Linked DNA regions of Callithrix jacchus: region 2 is linked to region 1. The links are chromatin contacts, called in public Hi-C maps. All regions are on one chromosome and are shown on one strand. Each heading gives the region's core, a stretch centred on a gene start, on an enhancer-like site or on the middle of the called end of the contact. The rest is flanking DNA. Distances are from core to core; before and after follow the strand shown. Region 1 holds the start of CEP20 (centrosomal protein 20). Region 2 overlaps ABCC1 (ATP binding cassette subfamily C member 1 (ABCC1 blood group)).

Evidence for each region. Hi-C and Micro-C count contacts between places; a contact is called where the count stands out from the background.
Region 2: a contact with region 1 is called in a Hi-C map of skeletal muscle, with 4 times the contacts expected there. The contact joins the enhancer-like site here to the promoter of CEP20 in region 1. A contact is called at or near these places in 2 of 3 Hi-C or Micro-C datasets (both in skeletal muscle).

What each region holds. Positions count from the first base shown.
Region 1 is chr12:13,813,698-13,819,502 of calJac240_pri, reverse strand. It overlaps CEP20 (centrosomal protein 20), which reads left to right and starts at 2,093. Exons shown (of 4, transcript XM_054242599.2): 1 at 2,093-2,148. The coding sequence starts at 2,121.
Region 2 is chr12:14,029,187-14,034,991 of calJac240_pri, reverse strand. It overlaps ABCC1 (ATP binding cassette subfamily C member 1 (ABCC1 blood group)), which reads right to left. Exons shown (of 31, transcript XM_078344692.1): 24 at 1,180-1,379. Among named protein-coding and RNA genes, the nearest start is that of ABCC6, 110 kb to the left of the region's middle. Within about 2 kb of position 3,176, at least 2 of the 16 cell types and tissues checked have an H3K27ac peak or open chromatin away from gene starts, as enhancers often do. A contact at or near this core is called in skeletal muscle, where this site is marked.

The DNA of each region.
Region 1 (5,805 bases), core at 844-3,343:
TAATAAATAGGTTTCAAAACCTACTATTCGGTTAATCTAGAATCTAGGTCCAGATGCTCCGCTTGCCTCCACTCCTTTTTTTTAAGTCTCAAAAAAGAAAGAAAGAAAGAAGAAAGAGAAGAGAAGAAAATAAAAGAAAGAAAAGAAAAGCATCTCCTCTTGCCATCAGGCTGGAATGCAATGGCATGGTCATGGCTCATTGTAGCCACTACCTTTTTAAAGACAGGTTCTCCCTATGCTGCCCAGGCTGTTTTCCCTCCCTTTAAAAAAGATAGTTGACAATTATTGATTGTATATTTCAAAATAACTAGAATACTCGCAACGTTCCCAACACAAAGAATGTTTGGGGTGACGTTTATCCCAATCGCCTTGACTTGATAATTACACATTGTATATGTGTGTCAAAATATCACATCTCTCCCCAAAATATGTATCATTGGTGATATATAAATTTTTTTTGCTTTTTTTTTGACACAGGGACTCACTGTCACCCAGAGTCAAGTACAATTAGCCCTCCCAGGCTCAGGCGATCCTCCCGAGTAGCTGGGACCACAGGCATGCACCATCCTACCTGGCTAATTTTTTTTTGTATTTATTTTGGAGCAATGGGTCTCATGTTGCCCGGGTTGGTCTACTGAGCTCAAGCAATCCTCCCTCTTTGGCCTCTTGAGTAACTGGGCCTACAGGCATGCACTTCCATGCCCAGCTAATTTTTTGTATTTATTTTGGAGAGATGGGATCTTGCATCGCCCAAGCTGATCTCAAACAATCCTCCCTCCTTGGCCTCCCAGAGTGCTGGGATTACAGGGATGAGCCACTGCACCCGGTCAATATATCAATTTTTAAAAGCAATAGGCATGGAACCAAAAGTATGATGGAGGTTCCTGGGAAAGAGGTTTCCTTGCTCTTAGGTGTACTTTTTTTTTGTAAGACAGAGTCTCACTCTGTCACACAGGCTGGAGTGCAGGGGGGTGTTCTCAGCTCACTGCAACCTCTGCCTCTCAGGTTCAAGCTGTTCTTGTGCCTCAGCCTCCCGAGTAGCTGGGATTACAGGCACCTGCTATCACACCCTGCTAATTTATTATTATTATTGTTGTTATTTTTAGTAGAGATGTGGTTTCACCAGGCTGGCCAGGCTGGTCTCGACCTCCTTACCTCAGCCTGCCGCCTCGGCATCCCAAAGTGCTGGGATTCCAGGTGTGAGCCACCGTGCCCGGCCGCTCTTAGGTGTACTCCTAATTGATGCTTCTTATTTAGCCAAGTGTTTGGATCTTCCTGGCTATACAACTGGAATCATGCAACCTCACACTCAGTTTAGGGCACATTATTCCCGTGTTCCTTTTTTTTTATTTCCATGGGAAGTTAGAGCTTCTTCCTTCATCAGTTAGTTCCACAAAAAGCTCCTGGACTCCTTACGTGCACTGTGTAAGTGCAAGTGGAAGAGAACAGACCCGTGATCTTCGCTAAGTCTCTTCAGCTATGGAGGACTCAGTTTCCTTCTCTGTAAAAAGGACCTGATCACAAGGAAATAATGCGCCAAGGCGTCATAGTAAGTGCTTAATACTGTGGTTCTCCAGATGTGATCCCCAGACCCGCAGCACCAGTACCACCTGGGAACTTTATAGAGATGCAAATTCTAGGGCCTCACCCCAGATTTACAGAATCAGAAATTCTAGGGGGGTGGGGGGACCCAGCAAGCAATCTGGTTAAACAAGTTTTCCAGGTGATGCGGATTCATGCTCGAGTTTGAGAACCGCAGGTTTAATAGGTGGTAACTATTAGCAGTTAGTACTTGAGGCTGCAGAGACAAAGCAAAGCTCATCTGGCTACACTTAAAGTACTAAGGTACCAGCAGCACCCACAGCTAAAGGCTCGCAACTGCCTCACTCCCGGACTTCCCTCCTTTTTCACTCACAGGGCACTCCGAGAGCGCTCGCTGATTGGTGGAGTCTCTGGTTGACGTTTACCACCCACCCAACCGCGGAGAGCATAAACTGAGAGAAGCGGAACTAGGCGGGGCCATAGCTGTGGGCCTATTGGCTACAGACCTCGCCGCGGAGCGAGTGGGGCGGAGCTGCGCGTGCGCAGGGCCGAGGCGCGCCCCTGGCGGCCGTTGAAAAATGGCGACTGTCGCAGAGTTGAAGGCTGGTGAGTGCCAGCAAGGAGGCCTCCGCCTGGGTAGCGTCGAGCCTTCATTTTGTGGAAAGGATGGGACGGGAGGGGAGCGCGCGGAACACAAGGGTTGGCTTTTTCCGTGGTCATTCTTCGTTGTGAGGGCCTTTGGGGAGCGGCCGGCTGCTGTTTTGGTCCCTGCTCGGGGAGTTCTCAGAGGGAAGTGGTTGTCCGCTGGCGAGTTTTAAGCCAGTTTGGAGGCAAAGCAGGAGTCGCATAATCTGCAGGCGTCTAAGAAGCCTACAGGGCTGCATGTTGGGCCCCTGGCGCATCTTCTTGTAACCTGCCGGGGGCTGGAGGGCTTGGACCAGGCTTGGCACTCAGAGTTAATGACTACAATTCCCACAACTCCTATTGGGTTAGGCACTGCCCTAAACAATTTGCTTGGGGCAAATTGTAAGGATTTTGTTGGATACTTACAACAACCTGTTAAGTAGCCCTCCCTTCCCCGCCTTTTCTTTTCTTTCTTTTTTTTTTTTCCCGAAGAGAGAGTCTCTTTCTGCCACCCAGGTTGGAGTGCAGTGGCGCGATCACAGCTCACTGCAGCCTCGAACTCCATGATTCCAACTATCCTGTCATTTCAGCTTCCGGAGCAAGTGGGAATACAGGCGCTCCTCACCTTGCCCAGCTAATTTTTCTGTTTTTTGCAGACACGGGGTCTTGCTGTGTTGCCCAGGCTGGTCTTGAACTCCTGGTCCCAAGCGATCCTCCCGCCTTGGACCCCTCAAAGTGCTGGGATTACAGGCGTGAGCATCTGGCCCCTTTTTCATCGGGAGAAACTAAAGGCAAAAAGTTTGCTGGCCTGGCGATTCTCCTGTCTTTTCAGGAAAAGATATTCTAAGCTACTTAAGTGCGATTCACCAATGACATATGTACACTTTACTTTGAAGCAGATGTCCAGACAAGAAATAGTAATAATAGTTACAATTGAGCCTCATGTGTCAGGCACTACTCAGCCCTTGTGTTACCTAATTGTTTCCATGTAACAACCCTATGCCCATTTCATAGATTGGGAAACTGAGGTGCTGAGAGGTGAAATAGCCCAAAGTGATTTTGCTGGAAAGAGACAGAGCATGGGAACCTAGTTGTGATGCACTGGTGTGTCCGGCCTTAAACACTGAGCCATACTGCTGTCCAGTGAATAAAAACAGTTCCAGTTTGCAGGGAAGTCAGGGTTTAAACCAGCAATTCTTAGAGATTTTAGAGAGGAGGCAAGTATAAAAGTGTGTATTTGGGGTGCAGGGCTGGTGAACAGTCATGAAACAGGCATGCCTCTGGCCACAAGAACAATCTGTAGACCGTGTTCCCAAGGAAATACACATCACATGTAATATTGCATACCATTTCAGAGGTTTTAAAGGTACACTTGGAATGGGCCAAGCACAGTGGCTCATGGCTGTAATCCTAACACTTCGGGAGGATTGTTTGAGCCCAGGAGTTTAGGACCAGCCTACCTAATATAGGGAGATCCCATCTTTACCCCCACCCCCCAAAAAAAGAGCTGGGCATAGTGGCCTGTGCCTGTAGTCCCAGCTACTCCAGAGGCTGAGACAGGAGATGGCTTGAGCCCTGGAGGTAGAAGTGACAGTGAGGTACACTGATGCTGCTGCACTCCAGTCTGGGCAACAAAATGAGACCTTGTCTCAGTAAATAAAAATTTAAATTAAAAAAATATATATACTCTTGAAATATAAGCAAGGTTAAGACCTTTCTGAAGAAGTTTTGATGGCCCAGGTATCTAAGCATAAATAATAGAGGGAAAGGTAAAATGATATGGACCTCCAGAAGAAACCCGGTGCAAACTTGTTTGCCAGCCAGTTGTCTTACATTTTATGGGCTTTTACCCTTTTTTTTTTTTTTTTTGAGATGGAGTCTTGCCATGTCACCAGGCTGGAATGCAGTGGCACAATCTCGGCTCACTACAGTCTCCACCTGACGAGTTCAAGAGATTCTCCTGCCTCAGTCTCCCAAGTAGCTGGGATTACAGGCCTCCGCCACCACACCCAGCTAACTTTTGTATTTTTAGTAGAGATGGGGCTTCACCATGTTGTCCAGGATGGTCTTCATCTCCTGACCTTGTGATCCGCCCACTTTGCCTTCCCAAAGTGCTGGGAAGTGCATGAGCCACTGTACCCATTTTTCCTCTTTATTTGGTTCTGTTTCTGAGAGGTAGAGCTAATTATGTTGGAGAAGGCAACTGAGGCATGGGTGGGTAATCTACCACTGAGGTGCTGATGAGGCATGCTAGGTTTCCTCGCTCTGCTGTCATTAATTCTCGTTTCTCTGGCCAGTTCAAGGCTGTACTGTGTGTAATACAGAGTAATTGGGACAGGATCCTTGCCAATGACAAAAATCTCTCCATCTAATTTCCAAAGATGGAATTAGAGAATAGGGGTTCATTTATGATCTTAAGAGTGCAATAAGCCTGTACCTTCCTTTTATGGGCCTGTTAAAAGTCTGATCGGGTGATAACTCTACTTAACCTGTCTCCAAGAAGGTTGAAGGGATGCTTTAAAAATGAGGGGAAAGAAAGGTCAAAAGTCAGTAAAGATTGTATCTCTTTAGTCTTATGATCCAGGATTATTGTTGATGTTATTTATTGAAGCTTAAAAATATCTTATGTCCATACTGACTTGAATAAGCTCCTGGACTGTCTTTATGGATTTTTGTTACTGTGGTGTACTTATCTGGTGCCTTTGACGGGGCGCAGAACAGTATTAAACTACAGTGATTTCCCAGTGGTGTCCAGCACTGTATTATAATGCTCCTATAACCTGCTGAGCTCTCTCCGTGTTCCAGGCTCTGTGGAAGAGTTGTATTGATTGTCTGAAGTTGTCGTTTAGCCAACTTCTGTTTCTGTTTTCTGTTGGAAAATAGAAGGTTCCAGACCACTACAAAGGATGGTGCCAATTCAGTCCAAAGATCCCCATTATCTATACTAAGTATGTACAGCCAAATCCTACGATCAGAACTGCTTTGTCATGGTGACTCTGGCCACTCAATAATTTAAGTTACATTCTGTGTATACATCCCTGACTCATTAAGATGGCATTGATATAGTCACATCTTATATTTCCATTCAGGTTTAAAATTTCAGAATCCTGCTGTTCTGAGGAAATAACTCATAGTTGTCTTTAAAACAACAATGAAAAACCCAAAACACCTTTTCGCTCCCTAAAGTGTTCTGGATATAAAAGGTTTTTATACAGTAACCCAACAGACTCCTTTTATGGAATGTAGTTGCTTGCTTGCTCGCTCGCTCGCTCGCTCGCTCTCTCGCTCACTCGCTCGCTCGCTCGCTCTCTCTGTCTCTCTGTCTTTCTTTCTTTCTTTTTTGTTTTTGAGACAGAGTTTTGCTCTCTTTACGGAGTCTGGAGTGCAGTGGCACAATCTCAGCTAACCGCAACCTCTGCCTCCCGAGTTCAAGCGATTCTCCTACCTCAGCCTCCTGAGTAGCTAGGACTACAGGCATGCACCACCACACCTGGCTAATTTTGTATTTTTTTAGTAGAGACAGGGTTTTTCCACATTGGTCAGGCTGATTTTGAACTCTTAACCTCAGGTAATCTGCCCACCTTGGCCTCCCAAAGTGCTGGGATTACAGGTGTGAGCTACCTCGCCCAGTATAGTTGT
Region 2 (5,805 bases), core at 1,927-4,426, 210 kb before region 1:
CCTACTCTGACAGACACAGCTCGACCGTGACAAACCCCTACCTAAAAACTGTGCGAGGAAAGTCAAGGTCTCTCGTCATTCAGTGTTGGCCTGCCCAGACTTACACTATGGGAGTAGAGTGTGTGAGATGGGCTGATGTTATGGGTCACCTCTGGGGTGCTGCTTCTGCTTCATAAGAGTCTATCAGGATGCAAATGGGTGAGAGGGATTCTATTTTAGGGGTAAGTCAGACACTTCTCTAAATTCAGCAAATAATTAGCAAACTTCTGCCTCCTTTGGACTGATGGTATTATCTGTGATCCACAAGAGGTCAATCCCTCACCCTCCTCTCCTTTTTTTTTTTGAGACGGAGTTTCGCTCGTTACCCAGGCTGGAGTGCAATGTCGCGATCTCGGCTCACTGCAACCTCCGCCTCCTGGGTTCAGGCAATTCTCCTGCCTCAGCCTCCCGAGTAGCCGGGATTACAGGCACGCGCCACCACGCCCAGCTAATTTTTTGTATTTTTAGTAGAGACGGGGTTTCACCATGTTGACCGGGATGGTCTCGATCTCTTGACCTCATGATCCACCCGCCTCAGCCTCCCCACCGCGCCCGGCCCTCCCCCCTCTCCTTTTTTCCCCCAGAGACAGGGTCTCACTGTACCACTCAGGCTGGAATGCAGTGGTACAATCATAGCTCTTCAAACTCCTGGGCTCAGATGAGCCTCCAGCCTCAGCCTCAGCCTCTCGAGAAGCTGGGACTACAGGCACACACCACCATCAGAGGCTTTTTTTTTTTTCTTAGAGAGAAAGATGGGAGTCTTGCTATGTTGCCCAGGCTGGCCTTGAATTCCTGGCCTCAAGGGATCCTCCTGCCTCGGACCCCAAGGTACTGGGATTACAGGCATGAGCCATGACATCTGGCCCATAAGATGACAATCTCATATGGTTCAGCTTAATATTAGCGAATTGCTTCTGACACACTTCATCCAGGGATGCATGACCCCCAGACAGAAACAGCAGTGTGAAGACACTCAATAGCAGAGCCTGCCGCTGACAATCTTCAAGCCTCTCCATCCTTTCTGCCAAGGCCCAGATTTGCCTTTACACCCAGCCCAAGGTACAAGGATGAGATGGAAGCAAAGGAACAAGGTGCTCAGGTACCTCCTTCGCCCCCTCCTGCGGGTCCCACCATGCCCACCTGTTGGCCACGATGCTGGGGTAATAGGCCTTCTGGTTCTCGTCCACCTTCAGATCACTCTGGCGGATGAAGCGTTCCTGCTCCTCGAAGGCCCGAATAACGCTGACCCCCAGCAAGGTCTCATTGAAATGGGAATAGACGGGGGAGCGGCTGACCGACTCGAGGCGCTTCAGCTGCCGGGAGGTGGCCACGTAGAACCTCTAGGGTAGAGAACGGACACAGGGAATTGATGAAAGTTCCTCCATCCATCCTCCCAGGGCTGAGCTGGAGAAAGTCTAGACAGAACCGACACCTCCAGGAGGCACCATGTCAGAGCCAGGCTACTCTCACAGGGGTGTCTGCTCACCTGGTGAGGCCTCGACAACAATCAGGACAGTGACAATAGGAGCTCATGCCTGTGCAAAGCCCACAGCCCCAGGCATTGTTCTTAGCATTTTTACAACCATCAGTTCATTCAATCCTCACAAAAAAACCTATGAGGTGCTGATTCCTGTATATGATGGGTAAACTAAGGCACAAAGAAGCTAGTTTAATCTCCTCCCCAAGGTCACCATGTTTCACCATGTGGCTAGCAAGGCGCAGAGCTGTGATTCAGACCCAGACTATCTGGGCTTAAAGCACTACCCTCTACCCTGCACAGCCTCTCTGAAGCCTTTAACCTCTAGTGTTTTCTGGAACCAGCAGCGTGGTTTTAGCACAGGCTTTGAGGTCAACCAGACCTCAGTTCAAATCCTGACTCAACTACTGATTGGCTAACACCCTGTTTCTCTAAGCCTCAGTTTCCTTATCTGTAAAATGGGAAGGATGATGGTTGCTCAGCCAGTGTGGTGGCTCACACTTGTAATACCCACACTTCGGGAGGGCGAGCGGGGAGATCACTTGGGGCCGGGAGTTTGAGACCAGCCCAGGCACATGGCATAACACCATCTCTACAAAAATGGAAAATTAATTTAAAAAAACAAAACAAAACAAAATCAGGGCTTACTTCACAGGGTGATTGTAACGGTGACATGCAAAAATTAGACAGTCATACTTCTGATGTAAATTTGCATGTAAATACACATTATTCCATAAATCATACAGACATACATGATGTCACTCAGCACAATGCCCGGTCATATTAGGGTGAACCATAAGATACGGCTGTTTCTGTAGATAAGAAATGAGTATTAGCAATTTCACATAGTTTGACCTAACAGGAAGCACTCCATTCCATGGTGACTACCGTAATCATTAAGGACAGAATTCTGCCTGCTGATCACATGCCCTCAAGAGTGACTGGCCAGGTAATGGCCGGTGCCCAGCACTCTCAGCTCAGCTGAGATGCCCACGAGGACATGGCAAATCTCATCACCTGTCTCCCTTGATGGCCTCCCAATGCTCTCAGAGGTGCCAACCATGCTTTCCCCACTCACCTGGTTCTGTAACTCTCCTCTCCCCTTCCTTCCCTACAGGCAGGCTGCCTGCCTCCACCACTGTCTCTGTCCCTTCTGGGCCATTCCTTATCACCCAGCAGATGAGAGCACAAATGTCACTTCCTGTCGGAGCCCCTCCCATCCTCCAACATGGGCACCATCTCCGGGCTCAGTGTCCTAGTTCCTGGGCTGCGATGACATTTCACCAGCAGCTCCACCCACCTGCTGGGCAGATGCCTCATCTGCTCTGCCTGCCCCAACCTGGGCATTCCGCCAGTGCCAGGCACCAAGAGCCACCTGATGAGTCTCGTTAGATTCAGAACAAAAGCTACCACCCTCTCGAAGTTTTGAGGAGCTGTGGAACAGATGCTGGGCTGGTGGTTTGAGGACACGTGTGCTCTCCTAGCCTAGGTTTCCTCATCTATGCAAAAGAAACTGCTGAGTATGGGGTTCCTGATTCCCAAAGACACCTACAATTGCTTATCAACAGCAGAGCGGGGAAAACTAAGGAAGGCTGCTAGGAACTTGGCCTCCCTGCCTCCTGCCCTGGGCCAGATGTACTGGGCCACTTTGGGGCAGAGTCCAACAGAGAGCATCAATAGCAGCAGGTGGCTTTTACGAGGCCTCTGTAGTTGGCAGCTTCTTTCTGGGTGGCAGCACGGGAGTGAACCGGAACCCACAGATGGAGAGCCCTCTGGGGCCCCAGAAACTCTGTAAGTGAACCCAGGCACCGCACAACCCCAGACACTCTCAAAACAGCTGTTCTGCCAATTTCTGGAATGTAGATCAGATATTATTTCTCCTCCAGCTGTTTCCATCCTCCCTGCCGTGAAATCCAGACCCCTCTGCATGGCTGAAAGCCCAGGTGATCTGCCGCCATCTTACCTGGGACCACCCTCCTTCCTCTCTCACCAGCTGTCTTTCTCAAAAGTCCAGATGCAAGTCGCCCTGAAGTGTGTTACCTGTTCAATTTCCTCCACTTGCCTCTGCCTCTGAACCTTATTTACTGGAAAAATCTAACCTGAGACAGATATTTGTTCAAGAATGATCTGATTTTTTTTTTTCTTTGAGACAGAGTCTCATTCTATCACCCAGGCTGGAGTGCAGTGACATGATCTCAGCTCACTGCAATCTCTGCCTCCTGGGTTCAACCAATTCTCCTGCCTCAGTCTCCCAAGTAGCTGAAATTGCAGGTGCCTGCCACCACACCCGGCTCATTTTTGTATTTTCAGTAGAGACAGGGTTTCAACATGTTGGCCAGGCTGGTCTCAAACTCCTGACCTCAGGGGATCCACCTACTCTATTGATTTTTTTTTTTTTTTTTGAGACAACTTGCTCTGTCACCAAGGCTGAAGTGCAGTGACACAACCTTAACTCACTGCAACCTCCGCCACCCAGACTCAAGAGACCCTTCCACCTCAGCCTCCCAAGCAGCTGGGACTACCTGCTACCACACGAAGCTAATTTTTGTATTTTCTATAGAGACCAGGTTTTCCCATGTTGCCCAGGCTTGTCTTGCAAGTGATCCTCCCGCCTCACCCTCCCAAAGTGCTGGAATTACAAGCATGAGCCACCATACCCGGCTGAGCTTCATATAAAGGAAATCCCACAGGACACGCTCTTTTGTGTCTGACTTCTTTTCAGCACTGAATATCTATGAGATAAACCCAAACGATTTTGTATATGAGCATTTCATTCCTTTTTACTACTCAGTCATAAACTATATAATTATATCACAATTTATTTCTCACAGTCCTGTTAATGGACATTTGAGTTGTTTCTAGTTTGCGGTGATCATGAATCTAGATGCTAAGTACATTCTAAGCGCTGCCTTTTCTTTTTTTTTTTCCCCCATATACGCTTAGGAATGAGATTGCCTGATAAGAGGATAAATGTACATTTAGCCAAAAGTGATTAAAAATTAATTATCCTATGATCTCAACCCTTAAAAAGATGATGTTTTCACGTATCTGCCTCCCCTCCAGTCCTGCCCACACACATCGTGCATTTTGTCTCAGTGATGACAGTGCGCACACAACTTGGCCCTTTGCTGAAATCCTTTCCTTTGTTGTTGAAAAATAAAATCCTTGGTGCTGTAATAACAGTGTCTTCTAATGACCCCTGCTCGAAGCCACATCGCTCCATGGTGTACCCAGGGTCCTGCTATCGGCAGGTATTTAAGTTGCCTTCAACATTGCATTTGCCCTGTTTTGTTCTTTTCAAGTCTTCCGGGAAATTCTCCAGCTGGCGTATGAACACAGATAACATTTTTTGGCAAATGTAAAAAATAAAGCTGGCAGCAATTTCAAGGGGACTAACGAGACTCTGGGAACTGGACCTACTCGCTCTGATTCCATCGCTGTCTTTTCTCATCAATCACTGGGCCACACTGTGGTGGGTCGCAGGGGCAGGATGACTGAAGCAAGGCCTCCTGGACGCCACCTGAACGGCTGTGCAGCCTGGTCTGAGATAAGGCGAACCTCATGGATTCTGACTCCTATTTTGCATTGCAGCTGAAATGCTCTCATCTAAACAACCTTACTGGCAATTGTGCTGCAGTTAATTCTTTAGGGGTAAGTAACGGCACAGTTTTGGAATCAGACCAACTTGATTTGCCCTCTCAGCTCTTCCATTAAAAACATCTGTCCTGTGGTATCCTAAGAAACCATGTGTTCAAAGAACGAATAAGTTTCCGCAGAAGCGATGCAGCACAGACTGATTGCCTACACAATTTCCCCTTCTTTCCCAACAGAAACTTCTTTATCTTTTTTTTTTGAGACGGTCTGGCTCTGTGGCCCAGGCTGGAGTGCAGTGGTGTGATGTCTGTTCACTGCAACCTCTGCCTCCCGTAAGCGATTCTCCTGTCAGCCTTCTGAGTAGCTGGGGCTACAGATGCATGCCACGATACCTGGCTAAGTTTTATATTTTTAGTAGAGACTGGGTTTCACCATATTAATTAGGCTGGTCTCCAACTCCTGACCTCAGTGGTCCACCCACCTCTGAGTGGACTTCCCAAAGGACTATGATTACAGGCGTGACCCACCATGCCTGGCCCCAACAGAAACTTCTTCTTGGGAAATGCAATGTGCCCAGGTGAAACACGGCACTTCCCAGGGTCCCTTGTGAGTAGAGGTGGTCCCATGGCTAAATTCTGGGCAATTGGATGTATAGGTGTCCCTCTTATCCAAGGTCTCACTATCCACGGTTATAT